Regions from separate parts of the Macaca mulatta genome. Here region 2 is linked to region 1. A link is a contact called in public Hi-C data. All regions are on one chromosome and are shown on one strand. Each heading gives the region's core, a stretch centred on a gene start, on an enhancer-like site or on the middle of the called end of the contact. The rest is flanking DNA. Distances are from core to core; before and after follow the strand shown. Region 1 holds the start of AFDN (afadin, adherens junction formation factor). Region 2 overlaps LOC106998203.

Region 1 (6,010 bases), core at 1,798-4,297:
AAGTAAATAAATACAGGACTTAAATCTTATTTCTACAAATCAACTCCTGCAGTGAATTTGTTCAACATCTACTGAACATCTGATAAGGACCAGTACACAATGCTTCTGTTCTTGCAGAAAACTAAAAAACTGAACTTGTGATGGCCAAATAGACTAAAAATAATCATTAGATGGTTAAAAAAAAAAAATTCACACGAGCTTAGACAAAGCAAATTGAAACTGTTGGCCTTGAAATACTGGCTGAATTACTCATATTAAGTTTACCTACATCATAATAAAAGATACAATATGTTAAATGCAAAGCTTAACTAGGACCTGAATAAATTTAATAGTACAGGAAGGTTCTGGAGAAAACAAAATAGAAAGTGTGAGCCAGCCACTACATAGTGAAAAAGCTAAAAAACCAACATACGGACATTCTTAAAAACCAATTCATTTCATTATGAAAGGCTTCTAATACAATTCTGAAAAATAATTTCTAAAAATAGAAACGTTCAGATATAAGCAGGGAAAAAAAATAGTAAATGAAATAATATATCATCTTTTTTTCCAAGTCCTTCAATTCTTGTTTTGCTTCAATGTATGTACACAGCAAACTTTCACCTACAGTATAACTGAAAAAATAGCTTTCCAAATGACAGGCCAATTTTAGTAACTAGTCATACCACTAAGAAATAAAAAGTTTCAACTGAGTGCTTAAAATAGAATTTAAATCAATGAACTATGTTTCTGATTTGAGATTTTTTTTAAATGCTAACTCAATTCAAAATCCCAAAAAGCTAAATTCTCTTTATTAAATTGAAAAAAGATTCCTTAAACCAAACTTGAGAAATCTCTCAAAAAAAAAAAAAAATCCATTCAAACAAAAAAAACTACATACCAAGAAAATGTTTTACGGTCATTTTTTTTTTAACTTGTGATAAAAAGAAAAATGAATTCATTATTCTGAAAGAAAGCATAATCCTGAAACTAAATTATGCCCCCTTTCTAAAGATATACTAAATAGTCTATGAACGAACACTTAAGTACATAATACTAACTCGCTTACTAGAACCTAACTCGTAAAATCATTACAGAAGATGAATGAATCAGGAGTAACTTAACATAACATCTATGCTCAAATTGGCAACCTGAGCCTAATGATGTGTGTCAGGATTCAACTAAGGATTAAGACAAATGGCTAGCTACCCACGTCAAGTGCAGTCACAGGTACAGGCGAAGACAGAAGAAATAGAGTCCTTCCCATGACTGGCAAAAAAATCAAGAAATCAGAGAAGCAATAGTCAAATTTTCTCCAAAATATACAGTGGAATTTAATGATAAAAGGAATACATTTCATAAGAATGTTCAAATTTGCCAAACCCGTTCTGTTGCCTAGGAGCTAGTATTTTATAGCAAGTGTTAACTATAAATCACCTATTACAACAAATCAAAAATAGACGCTATTAAAATGATTTCCTAAACAGGCACAAAACTTGAGGGAAACGTTTTTTATGCTATTAAAGTCTGTGCAGCCACCGAATGAACAGAGCGCGGAACCGACCCTTGCAGAGCGATTTACAGGGTTGTTCCCTGACCCTTCACCTCCCTCCCCTCTCCACAGAGCCCTTCCTGGTGGACTTGGACTCACACACTTTTTTAAAAGCTGCTCGGAACGCTTTCAGCAGCTTTGTTATAAACAACCCCCATTGTTACCAGGCCAGGAGAGAGCGTGATTTCCTCCTCCTCTCGGGGAGCCAGCCCGGGGCCGGCGCCTCCCTCCGGGCAGAGGCCACCGCAGAGGGCCCCTCCTCGCAGCCCCAGAGGTGGAGAAGGCACGCCTTTCCTCGGGGGAGTCCGATTCCCGGCCTGTGCCATCAGGGAACCCGCAGCTCCCGAACTTTGTGATACTGACTTTCCCCTCCCAGCTGGCAGCCTGCAAGTTTGTGAACCTGAAGCACAGCCCGCCTCCCAGGTTCCATCCCGGCCACGGCGAAGGGGCGCCGCGAGCCAGAACCTGGCTGCAGGTGGAGAGCTCCTGCCCCGCGCGCCGCCGCGCCCCCCGCGCGGCTGGGGATCAGGCCGGGGCCGCGCCGCGCTCGCGGCGGTGGGGGCGGCGACCCAGGTGAGACACCAGGTGAGCGGCCGGAGAGGGGAACAGGTGACTGCCGCGCCCCGCCAGCCCCCGCGACCCCGGGATCCACCGCGGCAGGGGGACGGGGGCTGCGGGGGACGCCGGGGCCCGCGGTGGGCCTGGGGGAGGGGGAGGGGAGAGAGGGGGAGGAGTGGGGGAGGGGGAAGGGAGGGCGGGTCCGCGGCTGGCGGGCGGCGGCAGGGGGGGAGGGGCGGGGCGGGGCGCGGCGGGCGGGGGTCGCGCAGGCCCCGCGCCCCGCGGCGCTCACCTCGGTGGGCTGGCTGATCTCGAACAGGTCCAGCCGGTTGGCGTTCCAGTGGTGGATGATGTCGGCCAGCTTCCGCCGCTCCTCGTCACGGCCGCCCGCCGACATGGTCCCGGCCGCGCCTCCTCAGCCGCGCGGGGCCGGGGCCGGAGGACGGGCCGAGGACGACAGGTCTGCGGGGATCCGACGCCCCTCGCCGCCCCCCGCCGGCCGCCGCCGCCTCCGCGCCCGCGCCGCGTCCTCTGACTCGGCCTCCGCCTGGGGCTCAGTCCGCGCCGCGCCGCGCCGCCTCAGCCCCGCCGGCCGGTGTGCGCCCGGCGCCCGCACCCTCCCGCGCCCCGCCCGCCGCCGTGCGCGCCCCCGCCCGCCGTGCGCGCCGCCGCCCGCGAGCCGCCGCCGCACCTCCGGGCCGCTCCGCTAGGTGCTGCTGCCGCGGCCGCCAGGGAGGGAGACGCCGGAGGGCGGGCCCCACGCGGCGCTAGGGTTCGGTCTGGACTGGCGGTGGTGGGTCCGGACCGGCGGTGCCGAGTTCTGTCCCGACCAACGGTGCTAGGTTCGGTTCGGATGCGCGCTGCTGAATCTAAATGGGCGGTGCTGGGTCCGACGGAAGGTGCTGTGTTCAGTCCGGACGCGCGGTGCTGTGTCTGGACGGGCGGTGCTGGATCCAACTGGGCGGTGCTGGATCTGGACTGGCGGTGATGGGTCCGATGGGCGGTGCTACATTGGGTTCGGACGGGCGATGCTGGGTCCGATGGGCGGTGCTGAGTTCGGTCCGGACGGGCGGGGACGGGCGGTGCTGGGTCCAAATGGGTGGTGATGGATCTGGACGGGCGGTGCTGGGTCCGATGGGCGGTGCTAGGTTCGGTTCGGATGGGTGGTGCTGGGTCTAAATGGGCGGCGCCGGGTCCGATGGGCGGTGCTGGGTTCGGTCCGGACTGGCGGGTCTGGGTCTGGACGGGCAGTGCTGGGTCCGAACGGGCGATGGGTCCGATGGACTGTGTTAGATTCGGTTCGGACTGGCAATGCAGGGTCTAAATGGGCGGCGCTGGGTCCGATGGGCGGTACTGGGTTCGGTCCGGACGGCCGGGTCTGGGTCTGGACGTGCGGTACTGTATCCAAGTGGGCGGTGCTGATTCCGGACGGGCTGTGCTAGGTTAGGTCCCGACGGGTGGTGCAGGGTCTAAATGGGCGGTGCTGGGCACAGCAGGGGACAGGTGGGCGTGGCGGCACAGGTACGGAGCGCAGTGCGGGTGCGGCGCCCTCCGAAGGGCCTTGCGCTCCCCGCGCTCGCTGCTCCTCCAACCTGCGCATTGCCCCGGGGCTGCTGTGTGTTTCTTCCAGGGTGATTCCTTTCTGCTGGGGTCACTTCGAAGCTGACCTTTTCAAGCTGTTTTCTTCCGAGGAGGATACCTTATTAGGCTTTGTGTGCATTTCAAGTGTCATGTTTTCCGGACCGCGCCCCGCTGCTCCCGGGGTGTTCGAGCCCCCACACTGCTGTGCGGTGTTCCTCTCGCTGAGTGAGGTTGGAGGTTCCCACTGCCTTTGTGTGTCTCCTTAGAAAACGCCTCTTCTCGCAGACACATTGTTATCTGCAAGTCCTTCGCAGATGTAGAGAACGGACTGCAGAGTTAATAAACGTCGAAGGGAAGCTTTGATGCGCCCCTGTTGGCCCTGAGAGATGCCGCGTGAGCGTCATTTTAAATCCTGTACCTGTACGTGGACGTGGAAACCTGAAATTAATTTCAGTAGCAAGCTTTGTGAATTGTAGGGCTTTTTTTTATTAGGTGTCTTTTTTGTAACTGCTCCTCCCCTCCCCCACCCTTTGTTTTGGCTGTAGAACACATCCCAGCAGTCTCCCCATGCAGTATTCAGTCAGGCGAAGTTGCGTTCTTACGTTATCTGTGATGTGTAACAAAAAAGCGTTTATCTTTGAAACACTAAGGCAAGTAATGAGAAGAGTGAACTATATTTGACAAAGCCTTTTTATTTTTGTCATTACTTTTTCTTCCAGTGTGGAAATAATTTTTCTCTCCACCAACTGGATTTTCTCTTTTGCAGACAATTAGAGAATTCTGTCATCCTCACTGGGTTCTGTCTTTTCTACTGCACTTGTCCAGTACAGCTACATAAGGAGGCTTCTCAGCAGAGGAGCCTGGGGTGTTGAACCAGTGCCATGGGGGAATGAATTATGCAATAGATCGCTAGTCTCCTTTCTTAAAATTAAAGTGTGGTGACGTGCAGAAAAGCATCTGTGTCTAAATGGCATCTTCATGTTGTAGCACTCGGTTTCTTTATGCCTTTCAGTTCCTGTGCTTCTTGATAGACTCGAGTTTTTACTGTGTGAGCATCCCCGTGCCGGCACAGCGAAGGACTCTCACTGGGTTCTACATGTGCTGCACAGATCCCTGGCACAGCGTTAACTGAACCTCAACTGCAGGAGCTTCATTCCCGAGGATGCTGTTACCAAGAGTAACTTGCCTCTTGAAGAATGAGTTTGCAAAGCTGGCAGTTAGATTGCTGATGTCCAAAGTAAGTATGTGTAGCATCGCTAAAGAGAAAATTCAGGATTCCTGGAAAACAGTTACGGGCTCTCTGCAGTGTTATTTTTGTAATAAAAAACATGTAGCATATGTGAAATACCTACTGAGTGATGCAGGACACATAGAAGGCTCTAAATTAATGTGAATTATTCTCGTTTTTCTGACTGTCATTAAAAGTCCCCATTTGTAGTATGTATGAGTGGTATATCAATATCTAAACTACAGTTCACCGTAGGTCCCAACCAACATTAGTTTATTGACAAATGTTTAAGAGCAACCAGAAATTCATAGAATACCTATGATTCTTAAATCATGAACACTCCCATAACTGGTATATGTTTAGGACATGAAAATTTCCAGGCTGACAAATTATTTCACTGTCGTTGTTCAACACTCCAGGATGATATTCTGAGCTGTGTGTCAATTTCAATACCACCTAGAACAATAAAAGGCAGACATGCTACCATCCTCTATTCTCATTGCCCCACTGGATTCTGGTACATCTAAAAATTATACTTAAATGATATCCAAGAAATGCTGTATAAAAATAAAATAATGGGCTTTTCTGTTATTAATTCCATTTTATACATGGTGAGACTGAAATGCAAGAGAAAGGACCGGACTGAAGCTAAACGAAGCTGCACTGGGCGAGGTTGAAAAAGACCTTTTTAATCTATAAGTCAGTTTTTAAAAATTTAAGTTTTTACTTTATAATTTTAGTTTTCCTTTTAAATGTATATTATTTTTAGTTGCTCTATTCAAAAAGTTTTTACAGCTTCTGTTTCAATCAGCAGTGATATACTAATATTTCTAAGTTTCTCCCATCTGAAACCAAAATCTACGTAAAACCTAAAAGCACTAGGTAATAGAGGACAACAGAGCAAGACTCTCTTAAAAGAAGAAGTATCACGGCCGGGCGCGGTGGCTCAAGCCTGTAATCCCAGCAATTTGGGAGGCCGAGACGGGCGGATCACGAGGTCAGGAGATCGAGACCATCCTGGCTAACACGGTGAAACCCCATCTCTACTAAAAATACAAAAAACTAGCCGGGCGAGGTGGCGGGCACCTATAGTCCCAGCTACTCGGGAGGCT
Region 2 (6,010 bases), core at 1,264-3,763, 150 kb after region 1:
CTTCTTCATGCCTCTCAAGGGGAAGATAATTAAAGACTGTGGTAACCGGTTGATTTATAGGAAAATAATGTTGTAGCACACTCAAGGATCTCTACTTTTTCTGTTGCTAAATTTAATATACATCCATTTCTGTTGATTATCAGAGGGGTCTAGGGTGCCCGGCCAAGGGTTGCGAAACCAGTCATTATCCCTCAGGCACCTTCCTGCTTCATTTCAGAACATTCAATCATTCATTCAAAACAACTCAAAGCATCTGCATTCACAGAGCAGCCCTAACAGATGAGTTTTTCTTCATCTTCCAAGGTAATGATACAAAAAAGTGTCAGCCATGGGGTTTTCAGTGGGAAACGGGAAACTCAAGGCCTGGTGCATTCAGTGGAAAAATTCCTCAAGCTCGTGACCTGCATAAATCTCCAAATCCTTTTCAACACCATGCTCTTTAGTGTTCGGCACGAGGGTGCCGGCAGAGGAGGTGAATCCCTGCATTTTCTGTTCTTTTTTTTCTTCCAACTGGTGTGGATCCCAGGCCATTTCAGGGCCCTGCAGGGTTTGAAACCCTCTGGGAATACTGACCCGGGACCCGGTTTTGCCCATGGGAAGTTGATGCCAGCGCAGTCCCCTGCCAGGGGCACTGTCTCCTCGGCCCCAGGATGCTGGACGGAGGGGACAACGTGCAGAGGCAGCTGCTGCTGGGCTGTGGACCTCCCGGAACGGGAGGAGCCCGGGAGGGGCTGGCCCAGCAGTGGGGGCTCCGATGCGCCTGCATTCATATGCTAAGGAGCCCTGGATTCGGCTTTAATTGGTGAGAGGAGAAAGTGGTGCAGCTGCCTGGGGCCGCGCTGTGGGAGCCTGAGCAGGAGGAGCTGTTTGAAAATAATCCCCGCGGGGACTCGCAGCACCACCTCGGGCTTCAGTCCCTGGAAAGAGGCCGAGGGCGGGGCGGGCGGCCGGATGCGGCGGGGAGCGATTGGCAGGGAAAGCGTGAGGTCACGGTGGCCACCGCACCAGCTCCAAACAGCCGGGGCCCAGGGCTGAGCCCTGATTTCCAAACCGGCCCCTGGATGAGCCTCAGTGTTTCACTCTGTGCAATGGAAATACCTACCTCACCCCATTGTTGGAATAAATGCAATAATGCATGGGGAGATCTTAGTACAGACAAGGGGCAGGCGCTCAACGCCTGGTGGCTACCTGCGCTGCGTCCTGGACGTGTCCAGCGAAGCCCGTGTGGGGCTATGACGGGAATGAAGGAGCTGTCACGGCGCCTCACTGCTCCCCAGAGCTTTGCAGCCTCTCCCCAGCCCTGGCTTTGCCCCACCACGGCTCCCTTGGCTGCAGGAGGGAACCTCAAAGGCGGTTAGAACGCGCCGGGTAAATGTGCAGCTTTTCTTCCGGAGCCTCCACGAGAAAGAAATGGAGGGTCTTTTCCTGGGACTGCTGGTGGTGCAAGTCCCGCTTGGGTGCAGGGTGAGCGGCTTCCAAGGAATTCACTGTCTCTTTCCAGCCGGAGTGGGAGGTGACCTCAGGGGCCCCAGCTGGGGGCCTGGCTGGGAAATGCACAGAAGGAGACTTCGACAGGAGTAGCTATGGTTTGTGCTGTGCTCTGCACACGTCTGGCTGATAGAAATCTATGTCCATAAACAGGTAACATAATTTGGTTTATCGAACCCATAATAAGCAGATTTTCTGACTTGCATAAGAATTTCTCTGTAATCTTTGCCTTAAGGAAAAGTCCGCTGAATGCCATAGAAAAAGTTGCATTTGATGAGGTTTCAGGAAAGAAAAGGTAACGAACTATTCTAAGAGATGAGGATAGTGCCTGAGTGGGGCCCAGGACAGACAGGGGGTCCTCACCTCTCCCTCCCGGGGTTGGCTGCAGGGCTTTGCCTCAGTCTGTTTTATTTTTTGTTTGTTTGTTTGTTTGTTTTTTGCAGCATCTACACAGTTTAAATACTTGGAAAAATCCTCTTTGTGAGTGTACTAAGCCACAGCCTGCCAATGTGACAAATGCAATTTACAAATCCTAAGTTCCAGGTAGAGGAGAATGTGGTAGGTCCATGTCTTCATTTTCCCATACCTTTAGTCCGTCGTGACTCCGCTTAGCCAGCCCTGGCCATCCTTTTATCCTTCTAGGAACAGACTCTTACATGCAGTATTTTTACTGGTACATAAAAAATTTAAGGCTGCACTAAGCAGGTGCCCAGGCCCCCGGAGTCAGAAGGGAGTGTATGGTACACACATGGTGACGATTTGAGAAGAGTCTGGCTTTAGGACCTTGCAGATGAAGGTAACAAACCCCCTGTTCTGGAGGCAGCACCTGTGCCCCCGCCCTGTCCCACAGGGATGCATCTGCAGCCACTCCGGGGCAGGGCTGATGCCTCTTTGATGGTCCCTCCCGCAGCTTGCTCTTTGTCGCTCTTTGTTGCTCTTTGTTGCTCTTTGTCACAGTCCTGCTCAACAGCTGGTGCTTGCAGGAAGAAGCTCTCTGGCTGCAAGAAATCCAGGGTGTGGGTGGATGACAGAATAAATGGGAGGGACAAAGGGCGTCTACTTGGCAGCTCGGATTCCTGGGCAGGGTCAAGACCAGGCGAAATAGGTCCCAATGAGGAAAAGCTCCTGCCTTTTGTTCCAAACCAGCCTGGCTTGCCTGTGAAGGGGAAGACTTGACCAGGGCACTTTCCTGGGGCCACGGCCTGACTTTTGGAGAAGAGGCAGTGGTCTTTGTCTAAGATCATGTTACCTATAACCGTGGTTTAACTTTTTATTTAAATTTTTTTTTAGACAAAGGGTCTTGCTCTGTTGCCCAGGCTGGAATGCAGTGGCACAATCATAGTTCACGGTAACCTTGAACTCCTGGGCTCAAGCCATTCTCTTGCCTCGACCGCCCAAGTAGCTGGGACTACAGGTGCCCTCCACCATGCCCCACCAATTTTTTCACACTTTTTTGTAGAGACAGGGTCTCGCCATGTTGCTCAGGCTGGTCGTAAACTCCTGGCCTCAAGAGATCCTCCTGCCTTGGCTTCTCAAGGCGCTGGGATTACAGGCGTGAGCTGCCACACCCAGCCTACAACTGCGTTGTATGTATCTCACTTTGTGTAGATATGGCCACAAAGTAGTAAAAAACTGGGTCTGTCATAAAGCTGTGATGGGGTGCTAACTCCATGCCATCGGGTCTATGTGCTGAAAGGATTTCAAATTGGAAGGGTGCTTATATATCCTCTGGTTGATAGAACCCCACCTATGCAGATGGGGTCCCCAGGTTTGATGCCATCCTAAACATCTTCACTCGGCAGTGGTGTTGGGAGGAGACTGCGGCCTCCGGTTTCCCGTCCAGCCTTTCCCAGCTGCTTCCTCTGCTTGTTTCTCGCTGAGATAAAGCCGATGAAAAATGAGGGCAAAGTTCACAGTCCTGCCGTTGCTGCCACAGCGGAAACAGTAAACACACACATTCACACAGGCAAAAAGCAGCAAACAGTGTTGGTGAGTGGCCGAAGTCCACACGATCATGCAGGTAGTGCATGCTGAGTCCTTTCTCTGCACCAAACACTGGCCGCAGCATGTTCCTGTCCTCAAAGGATGGGGCACAGACATGGCTAATCATGCCAGCAATTATTGACGGTCCTTATAAATGCTCTGAAGGAAGCCAAGGAGGACGATGGCAGAGGAGCTGACTCGGGTCTAGTGCAAAGTGCACCTTCAAATCACCTGGGAAGCTTTTTAACATCCCAGCTGCTAGTCGTGGAATCTCTTGGGGGTGAGCCCTGGGCACCAGTGTTTTTTTTTTAACTGCTGGTCACCAGATGGTTCCAATGTGAGAACCATTGCTGTGGAACCAAGTTTGAGAACCATTACTGTAGAGAAGTGTTGTCGTTTAGAACCTTTACCTGTCCCGGTGAATGCTGTAACTCACTGCATTTTCTCGTTTGTAAGGTATCATCAGGTGTAAGACAGAGCCAGGACTTAATCATCACTTTCCAGGAAAAAAAAATACTGCCCATGTTGTATGTGAGATGCACCCTTTCTCCCCACAAACATGAAAATATGAAACAGTACATCCAAGATCAAGAAAATGCGATATTTGAATAAAGATTAATAATACATGCTTTTCAAATGTCTTAGAGGCAGAGTTAATACTTGAATAACAAATCAAACTTCAGCATGACCTGAAAAGCTGAGCTGACCCAACTCAGTGGAATCAAATGGTCAGGCAGTGGTGGAGGCCAAGCAGCAAAGTCACAGAGCACAGTGCACAGGCAGCAAAGTCTGGAGTCCTGGCCGACTGAGTCAGAATGATTTTGTGCTATAATGATGATACCTAATGTTTTCAGGGTGCATACCATGAACCAAGCACTTAATAAGTGCTGTATATGTATATATTTTACACATATATACACTTATATACTGTATATATAAACACACATGCACATCCACAAATATATGGAACTTGATATGGTTTGGCTGTGTCCCCACCCAAATCTTATCTTGAATTGTAGCTCCCATAATTCCCTTGTGCTGTGGGAGGGACCTGGTGGGAGGGAATTGAATCATGGAGGTGGGTCTTTCCTGTGCTGTTCTCATGACAGTTAATAGGCCTCACGAGATCTGATGGTTTTATAAGGAGGAGTTCCCCTACACAAGATATCTCTTTTTTGCTGGCCACCATGTAAGACATGCCTTTGTTCTTCCCTTGCCTTCCACCATGATTGTGAGGCCTCCCCAGCCATGTGGAGCTGGGAGTTCATTAAATCTCTTTTTCTTAATAAATTACCCAGTCTCGGGTATGTCTTTACCAGCAGCATGAAAACAGACTAATACATAACTATTTTAATTTTCCCCAAAGGTATAAACTCAGCTTGGAGAGTGAGCAGGTTGCTGAAGATTACACAGTATGCTTTGAATTCAGGCAGTCTGAGTCCACAGCCTGCTCTGCCATCATTACAAAGCACTGATGAATACAAAAGTGGCACTCAGCTTTCTTTAATGCCCTCTGTAGTGAGCCGCTGCCCTGAGAATGTCACAGGACCCAATACGTAAGGTTCCCAAGGAAACGTCCACAAGTGAATGTGTGCCATGTGTCGCCCACCCCCCGAAGCTCAGTACGGGCCATGCTTAGATCTCCTTTTACTTCACTAACTTCAAGTCCACCCCCAGGGGCTGCCCATGCTGATAAACATGCTGACACCACTTCTTGGATGACAGGGAGAGAGCATTGCTGATGTCTAGGTTGGAGAAGTTAGAGAAAGGGTATACAGGAAACCTCAGAAATGTTTCCAAATATTCCCAAAGTTACACACAACAGAAGGAACGCATCTTTTCCATAGTGGCCTCGTGGGCAGAGATAGCAAGAACCAAGGAGTAGAAATGGTAGGGAAATTTCACTTTCACACAAAAAGCAACTTTTCCACAATTGCAGTTGCCTTCAGATACATAACTAACTATGAGTGGCAGGAAAGCTCTCCAAAACCCTGAAATCTGCTAAATCCAGACACGGTCAAGCAAACACTTGCTGAGAAACCCAGGAATGTCTTAGGGGAATTCCAGGGAAGGAGGCCGACTGGGTCCTTTTCCAGCTTGTCCTCATCTCCGGAAGCTTTTTTGGATCAAAGTTGTAAGCAGAATGAGGACAGGGACCATGGCAATGATAACATATGCATCCCTATCTACCCAGAGCTCAAGAAACCACCCTTAAGTGAGCAAATAAATGGAAAACACCCTTTCTATAGACAGGATAGTGCAGGGCAAGGACATAGCTGCTGGATCCAGGCTGCCCTAGACTTGAATTTATCTCCGCCAACCACCAGATCTGAGGCCTTGGTCCAGCTCCCACACCTTCTGTCCTTTTTTCCTCCTGTACAATGGGTCCAATGATACTACCCACCTTATCGGGGTTAAGTGAAATGTTCTTTTTTTTTTTGAGACAGAGTCTCGCTCTGTCACCCAAGCTGGAGTGCAGTGGTGCAATCTCAGCTCACTACAACCTCCACCTCCTGGGTTCAAGCGATTCTCCTGCCTT

Evidence for each region. A called contact is a pair of places that touch in the nucleus more often than the background predicts.
Region 2: a Hi-C map of fetal cortex germinal zone shows a contact between it and region 1, with 2.3 times the contacts expected there. The contact joins the enhancer-like site here to the promoter of AFDN in region 1. A contact is called at or near these places in 2 of 14 Hi-C or Micro-C datasets (fetal cortex germinal zone and liver).

The regions. Positions count from the first base shown.
Region 1 is chr4:4,218,809-4,224,818 of T2T-MMU8v2.0, forward strand. It overlaps AFDN (afadin, adherens junction formation factor), which reads right to left and starts at 3,048. Exons shown (of 33, transcript XM_078001142.1): 1 at 2,781-3,048. LOC114677438 reads left to right here and starts at 1,805. Exons shown (of 4, transcript XM_078001159.1): 1 at 1,805-2,116. It also overlaps the pseudogene LOC144340698.
Region 2 is chr4:4,372,003-4,378,012 of T2T-MMU8v2.0, forward strand. It overlaps LOC106998203, which reads left to right. Exons shown (of 3, transcript XM_078001163.1): 1 at 1-1,368; 2 at 1,502-2,031; 3 at 2,131-6,010. Among named protein-coding and RNA genes, the nearest start is that of AFDN, 150 kb to the left of the region's middle. Within about 2 kb of position 2,514, at least 8 of the 40 cell types and tissues checked have an H3K27ac peak or open chromatin away from gene starts, as enhancers often do. A contact at or near this core is called in fetal cortex germinal zone and liver, where this site is marked.